2 separate regions of the Zea mays genome follow, and region 2 is linked to region 1. Evidence: chromatin contacts called from public Hi-C data. All regions are on one chromosome and are shown on one strand. Each heading gives the region's core, a stretch centred on a gene start, on an enhancer-like site or on the middle of the called end of the contact. The rest is flanking DNA. Distances are from core to core; before and after follow the strand shown. Region 1 holds the start of LOC100191955 (HXXXD-type acyl-transferase family protein). Region 2 holds the start of LOC542108 (fructokinase 2).

Region 1 (4,096 bases), core at 166-2,665:
TGCGGACGCTCATTGGCCGGCCCCACCCGAAGTCGTTGCCGTAGACGTCGAACCGCGGCGAGCTCCCGGTCGCGACCGTCGCGGCGCCGCCGTACCCGCGCGGCTCCACGTACGCGAACCGAGGGTCGCGCGCCCACGCCGCGAGCTCGGCCCTCACGCCCGCCTCGTCGAACGACGCCACGGCGCGGTTCAAGAGCAACGCCGCCCAGCCCAGCCCGCCGCCCAGCACCTCGCCGGCGGTCGACTTTGCCACGGCGAGCGTCACGGCGTTGCCCACGTACGCCTGCGGGACGCCTCGCACCCTCGCGCGGCACCCGACGAGGAGGAGGTACGCCGTCTCCGCGCCCGGCGCGAGATCCCGGGCCCGGCACACCGCCCGCCACAGGTGCGCGAGCAGGGACTGCAGAGACGACAGCACGACGGCGGCCGGCGCGGTGCCGCCTCCCGCCGCCATCTCGGCGTTCGCCTTCGCCTTTAGCTTCCGCACGCTCTCCGCGGGGAAGTCGAAGAAGCACTCCCGCACCGGCGGGTACTCGGGCTGCCGGACGATGTCCTCCAGCTTGCGCAGCGGCAGAGCGATGGGGACCGGGCAGGTGTCGAGGAACCACCTGTCCAGCACCGGCCGCGGCGTGGAGAGCTCCGCCTCGCGCCCCTCGCCGCCGGCCCGGCTGATCTCCGACCAGGTGTTGAACAGGTGCCAGAACGTGGTCCCGTCGCCCACGGCGTGGTTCAGCGACATGGCGACGAAGACGCCGTCGGCGAGCTCGGTGACCTGCGCCGATAGCAGGGGGGCGCGGGAGTCGTCGTCCAGGGCGGCGTCCGTGCCCAGCAGCCCGTTCAGCGGGAAGAGCGACCAGACCAGCGCGCTGGGGACGTAGTAACGGCCTGCGGGCGGCGTGATGATGTCGCTGACGGTGACATCCGGCGCCTCGGCGTGGACGAACTCGGCGCCCTCGCCGCTGCAGCGGAGCGAGACGACGACGCCCGGGCCGCCGGTGGCGGCATCCACGGCGAGGCGGCCGGCCAGAGGGTAGAAGCGGGCCAGGGCGCGCGCGAAGGACGACGCGAGGCCGTCCACGAGTCGGTGCGCGTGCGCCCCGCCTGCTGCCGGGGGCTTGGGCAGGAGCAGTCCCTTCTGGATGTAGTCCACCGTGATCATGCGCAGATCCCACGGCGTCATGTGCATTATCTCATCCTCCTCCTCCTCCGGTGGCGCGCTGTTGTTGGCCGGCGAGCTCGCGGTCGGCTCCGGCCGGACGAGACGCCTGGACACGATCCGGACGCCGCCGGTGAAGCCTTCTTCCATCCTTCCTGTCACTCACCACCGCACCGCACTACGCTACTCCGAGTGGCGGGCGAGCAGAAGTAGCTGTGACTGTGAGGGCGGCTTCGCTGCCACCGCCGGACCAACCGACAGGTCTGCCTTTTTTTTCCCTTCTTCTTACGTGGTATACCTTTGACTCGGGATGGCAACAGGAAATGGCTCCCCATACCCACGGGGAGGAAAGGAAAATGCTCTCACGTGAGAGCTTTTTCTCCCATCTCCATCTATATCGGAGAATTTATTCCGTGGAGAACCTTGTGGGATATATGTTCCCGGTAGAAGTAAAATATTTAAAGATAAATTTAAATTGAGTGTATTAAATTATTACAAATTTAATAAACAAGATTAAAAATTATAAGAGTCATCTACTTTAAAGTTTAGTTTTCTATTTTATAATATGTCATGCATTGAGTTTTTACTATAATTTTAGCAAGTAGATTGACTAACTCGGATAAAAAAGCTTCGTGGAGCGGGTACACAGGAACGGGGATGGTTCTCTGTCCCCGTCCTCGTAAACCCGATGGGAATTAAATTTCCCCATTTAGATTCTCACGGGGACTAAATTAGTTTGGGAACTCTATTTTCCCGAGAGATTCCTATTTTACCAAATAAAAATAAACTAATTTTCTTCGGAAAAATAAAAATACCTTGAAAAATAAATTTCTTAAACTAGCTCTAATAGAGGAATTTCCCACGAGGAATCGAGGATCGGTCCCATTGCCAATGTCTACCTACCATTCCTATTCCTTGGTGTGTCCAGGGTACGTGTACACTGGGCTAAAATATTTGCGGGGTGGCAGCCCATCCTCTACTTGAGCTTGCGCAGGCCAATTTTTTATTTATATATGGGCCGAAACCCTCTCTGGGCTGAGAGAAGCATTGATCATTCGACGGCTTTCTGATCATTTCTTTCTTTCTTTTTCTAATTCTCACACTCAAGTTAAAGTTTGCTGCTCATCCCGGTCCCGGCCCCGGGCATGACCGTCTGCTACCACCATTTCGGCGGGCCGCCTGTACGAGAGGATATGCGCAGAGGAGGAATAACTGCATCCACGCACGGCCATCACTCCATCGGCTCCACCACCACCCTTGCCGGCCGGCCATGCATGATTCTCCATCCATCTCCACATACTTCAGCTTCATTCAATTCACACATGCATGCATGCATGGTGGATTGGTGGCCTGGTTAGCACTAGCAGCCTCCATGGTCCATGCTAGGACTGGGCATTTTTAACCCGAAAACCGAACCCGAACCGAACCCGAACCCTAATAGACCGAATAGGTCGGTTTTCGGTTTTCGGGTTCGGGTTTCGGTTCTTAAATCTCTTCTGTTCGGGTATCGGTTGCGGGTTCGGTTTTCAGCCAGCCAAACCCGATTAGACTCAAAGAACCGATCTACAGGCGCAGTCCTAACCGCACGACCGGACGACCCAACTCACTAACGGCCCAACTCACTAACCGCACGACCGCAGGCGCAGTCCGCACGACGCACCCCGGCACCCGCAACCCTAGCCGCACCGCCCGCAAGCACGCTGCACGCTGGTCCGCCGCCGCGCCGTGCCGCCGTCGATCCACCGTCGCTCTGCCGAACCGAGTCGCACTGGTCCGCCGCCGCGCCGTAGATCCACCGCTTCGCAGCCTCTGCGCGTCTGCAGCGCCAGGCGCCAGCCGCCAGCCATCCACTACCACCGGCCACCGCACCTCGGCGTTCGGCGACTCGACGTCCTGCTCGGACTTCGGCGACTCGACGTCCTGCTCCTCGGTGCCTCGGTGGTGCCCACGACTCGCTGCAGACCGACCCACCAGTAAGGTACGCTAACCGAAGGCACGACGGCAACCAGCGAGGAATCTTGCAATGTAAGCCGACTTCTCATTTGCATGCAAATATGAAAGCTATTGCAAACTTGTCGTTCCAATTTGCATGCAAATATGAATGCCGCTGCAAGCTTGTTGTTTGAATAATCGAATTTCCAAATATGTATGTAGTTGCAAACTTGCTTTGCTTATTTGCAGATGACCAGATTTTTAAATTTGTTTGTGAAATGTGAATTGTGATGGATTGATGATGAATCTGTTAAGTTATTTCCTGTGGTGAGTAAACTTGCATGTAGTAGGCATTTTCTACTGTGTGAACTGTTATTTCCTGTGGTATATATTTATTAATTATCATGTCATTGTCTGTCATCTGTGCTCTGTTCGGGTTCGTGAAGAACCGAATAGACCGAACCGATTTTTATGGTCTATTCGGGTTCGGTTCCTGTAAAAAAAATTAAGATTTCGGTTCTTGATATCTAAAACCCGAATTTTTTGAAAACCGAATAGACCGAACCGAATAGACCCAAAAAACCGAATGCCCAGCCCTAGTCCATGCATCTCTGAAAACCATTGTCCATTTTGCGCCACCGATCGATCGAGCTCTAGGCCTCTAGCTAGCGCGCTGCATATGTGCGGCAACTTTTCTTTTATCTGACACACGTACGTACGTACGTACTCTTACGGCCCACGATGGCCGCCGCCGCCGGCCTCCCGCGGTGGCTGCTGCTCCTCGCCGTGGTCCCGGCCGTCACCGCTGCGGCCACCGCCGGCGGAGAGGGGAGGGCGCCGGCGCTGTTCGTGTTCGGTGACTCGCTCATCGACAGCGGCAATAACAACAACCTCGCGTCGCTTGCCAAGGCCAACTACTTCCCCTACGGCATCGACTTCGCCGGCGGCCCCACCGGTCGCTTCTGCAACGGCTACACCATCGTCGACGAGCTCGGTACGTACTCTCGC
Region 2 (3,557 bases), core at 620-3,119, 150 kb before region 1:
GCCGGTGGTGTCGACGGTGTCGACCTTGAAGCCGGGCACGCTGCCCTTGAAGTCCTTGGTGAAGTACCTGCATCCCTTGTCCCCGTCGGTGACGACGAGCAGCTTGAGCCCGTCAAACCACAGGGACAGCACGTTCTTCTCGTCGTTGGCGTCCCCGCGCGTGAGGAAGGCCACCTCGTCGTCGCTGACCTTGATGAAGTCGGCCTCCTTCCAGATGCTGAGGATGCCCTCGCGTGCGGCGTCGGGCGACGGCCAGAGCGGGAGGCGCACGTTGGGGTCGTAGGAGCAGAGCACGCCCGCGGCCTTGGCTGCGCGCATGGCGGCCATGTGCGCCGAGCGGCACGGCTCGGAGATGAGCGAGATGGAGCCGTAGTGGAACACCCTGGCGCGCCGCACCAGGCCCAGGTCCAGCTCCGCCTCCGTCAGCAGCATGTCCGCGCTCGGGTTCCTGTAGAACATGAACTCGCGCTCCCCGTCGTGCTTGAGCGTCACGAAGGCCAGCGCCGTCCGCGCGTGCTTGTCGAACAGGCACCCCTCCGCGTTCACGTTGTTCTGCTTCAGGATGTTCACCAGCATGTGCCCGAACTCGTCGTCGCCGAACTGCACGTCGCCGGAGTAGGAGGAGGAGGCGGGGTAGGGCAGGGCAGGGCGTCATCAGTAGCAATGTGTAATTGTATAATAATAATAATAATAATAATAATAATCTAATAAAAGCTGCAAACTTTTTTTGTATTTTTTCTTGGGCCGGCGGCTCTTGGAGGATCCGAATCTGACGGACAAGCGGGCGTCGGATCCGAGTCAGCCGGGCCCCGCCGCGCGCAAGTGACACATCGTAATCCCAGAGGTCAACAATAATGGCTGGCCCGTGCGTGAGCTGAGCTGAGCTGAGCAGCTAGTGTGCAGTGCAGTGTACAGTTGTACATTGTACTATGCGTACGCAACGCACCCACACGACGACAACGACAAAGGCAGCGAGCTGGGCTAGCCTAGCCTAGTAGGTCGGGTGGGCCCATATGTATATCTAGTGGTATTTTCTTTTGAAGAAAAAATAAATAAATTCCGGGATATAACTTTTTTTCGGGACGCATAGAATACGTCAAGATCTATACAATGGCATCTGTCCAACGACAAAGACACATCTAGCTGCAGCACAACAATGTTTTTGCCGCCCAGGAAAAAAAAGAGAGAACAACGTCGCCGAAGCATCGGGGTCAAATATGAACGGACGGAACTTTAGGAAGGCAGAGGTCAACGGCCGCGGCCCGTGCTGGCAGTGGCACGCGGATCCCAGCCGAGGCGACGCCGGCGGAGATCGGATGGCCAGATCCCGCATCCCGGTCGAGAGCACGCCGCCCAAACGAGCAGATCAAGCGGATCTACGAGACGGAGACGGAGACGGAGACGGAGATGGAAACGGGACGTACCTTGCCTACGAAGGCGGAGGATCCGCCGAGCTTGGCGATGGCGCAGGCGACGTTGGCGGGCGCGCCGCCGGGTGCCTTGACGAAGCCGCCCGACTCGGCCAGCGACAGCCCGGCCACGTCGGGGACGAAGTCGATCAGCATCTCGCCGAACGACACCACCAGGTTGTTGGACGCCGCCGCGGCAGCAGCTCCGCCGTCTCCTAGAGGCGCCATTTGGTCGCGCTTGCTTGCTGCTGCGAGGTGGACGCGGCTACGAGAGAGAGAGTCAGAGAGAAGAGAGAGACGGGCTGGTGGGGAAGGGAAGGCGAGGCGATTGTGCTGCGGCTGCGGTGGTGGTAGAGGGGGGGCGAGGTGCTCCGGTTTTATAACCCGGGTTTCGCCGAACGTGACGGGATTGGATGGGACTAGGATTTACCGCCCGTCTTTATCCGCCCGTAAAATAGATAAATTTCTGGTACGTATATATTTTCTTTTTATTTTCTCTCCCTTTGCCCTGTGGGCCCGCCTGGTTGGTCTCTGCCCTGTGGACCCGCCTGGTTGGTCAGGGCGTGCGGTGGCGCGGGGTCCAGCGGTCGGTAGGCGAAGATTTCGGGCGCCAATCCCCCTTATCCTGTAACTAACTATCGATAGCCTCGTAATTTCCCCGTAAAATAAGCCTGGTAGATCGATTCCTTTTGATCTTTTATTCACGGACGCGTATTTGTTTCTCCCCCCTACCCCTGTAGAAATAGAAATAACTCGGTTTTCGAATATTTATCGTTGCTAATTTATTTTTAAATTAAAAGACTATAAGTAAAAAAAGAATGGACGATGTACAAATAACCGAACGGATCCGGTCTGCACCCTGAACTGCTCTACGGCTACGAGATAGCAGTCCCTGCTGTACGTTGGAGGTAGATCCGTGCTACTCGCTCATGCATGGATGCATGCAAAGTTCCAAACTGGTGGTGGTGGTGGTGTGTGTGTGTGTGTGTCGGTGGGGAGATCTGAGGTGAGCTGCGCGCTGTCTTCGTTTGAGTCCGGAGCAAGCAAAGTGCACGTCCATCGTCATCATCGGCGCCTCCTCCTGCGTCTGGTTCGGTATGCTGCATTGCATCGAGATCTAGGGTGGGTAGTTTTTATGTTCATGCCTCCACCCAAACCCAAACCAGGTGCATGCAAACTGATGAACATACAAATTTTATCCAAACAAGACGCGTGCAGACGTAAGATGATTAGAGCTAGAGACATTAATTTTCCCACCACCCCATCTATTTTTTTTTATCGAACGGACCCAAACAGTACATTACAGTACATGGGGGAGAATGCGAATATACCCTGTAATGTATTGGATAAAATTTGCCATGTCCCTAATAAACAGTATATACTGAGGGTGTTTATAGGGATCCCTATATCTTTGTAATCCATATATAAAAAAGACTCCGACCTCCCAACTATAAGATTATAACAATTCGTCTGCACGATGGTGATATGATCACTATCCATCTCTCATCCAACCAGGCCACTATGGACGGTTGGTCATCGTGAGCATGTCTGTGCCTCAAACGAGGTATTCTCCGTAGACTCTCTATTTCACTCCCTATTTCACTCCTTAGTTCAAATTCTGCTCTGCAAACAATACAATCTAAACAGTACTTTGTACGGCCGTTTACATGACCCGCTGGAGATGGCCTAGGGTACTTCCCTTCATTGAAGCTTCCTTGCACGTGATTCACATAGGTGAGGCTTCACGTGTGTAGCCTTCATACGTGAGGCTTCGTGCCCCTTTGCCTTCGCTACCAGAGCTTCGGGGGCAGAGGTTGGAGTCTTCGTGTCCGCGAGTTAGTATGTTCCTCTTACTTTTGATTGCCTTAATGGTCACAAAGTCAATTATGCAAACCTATGTTGACAACATATGCACGTTAGTTAACTATGAATTTTCGAGAGAGACACGTTTACCTGTGGTGAAATCCTCAACGGTAGCCCCTTGCCCCCGAAGGTCTATTCCGAAGGTCTGAATCCTACAAAGTCATGATTTTCCACAATGGTTATAACTTGGTTCCTCAATTCTGGAGTTGGTTGTTGAAGAGAACAATAATAAATTCGAATTTATAATGTTGATATCTACGAAATTTTAAGAGTACAACGAAGGTA

The links. Hi-C and Micro-C count contacts between places; a contact is called where the count stands out from the background.
Region 2: a Hi-C map of ear shows a contact between it and region 1, with 1.9 times the contacts expected there. The contact joins the promoter of LOC542108 here to the promoter of LOC100191955 in region 1. A contact is called at or near these places in 2 of 25 Hi-C or Micro-C datasets (ear and tassel).

Annotation. Positions count from the first base shown.
Region 1 is chr6:8,712,030-8,716,125 of Zm-B73-REFERENCE-NAM-5.0, reverse strand. LOC100191955 (HXXXD-type acyl-transferase family protein) reads right to left here and starts at 1,415. Exons shown (of 1, transcript NM_001137379.1): 1 at 1-1,415. The coding sequence starts at 1,306. LOC103628962 (GDSL esterase/lipase At1g71691-like) reads left to right here and starts at 3,736. Exons shown (of 3, transcript NM_001352154.1): 1 at 3,736-4,082. The coding sequence starts at 3,830.
Region 2 is chr6:8,867,292-8,870,848 of Zm-B73-REFERENCE-NAM-5.0, reverse strand. It overlaps LOC542108 (fructokinase 2), which reads right to left and starts at 1,869. Exons shown (of 3, transcript NM_001111741.2): 1 at 1,425-1,869; 2 at 1-600. The coding sequence starts at 1,637.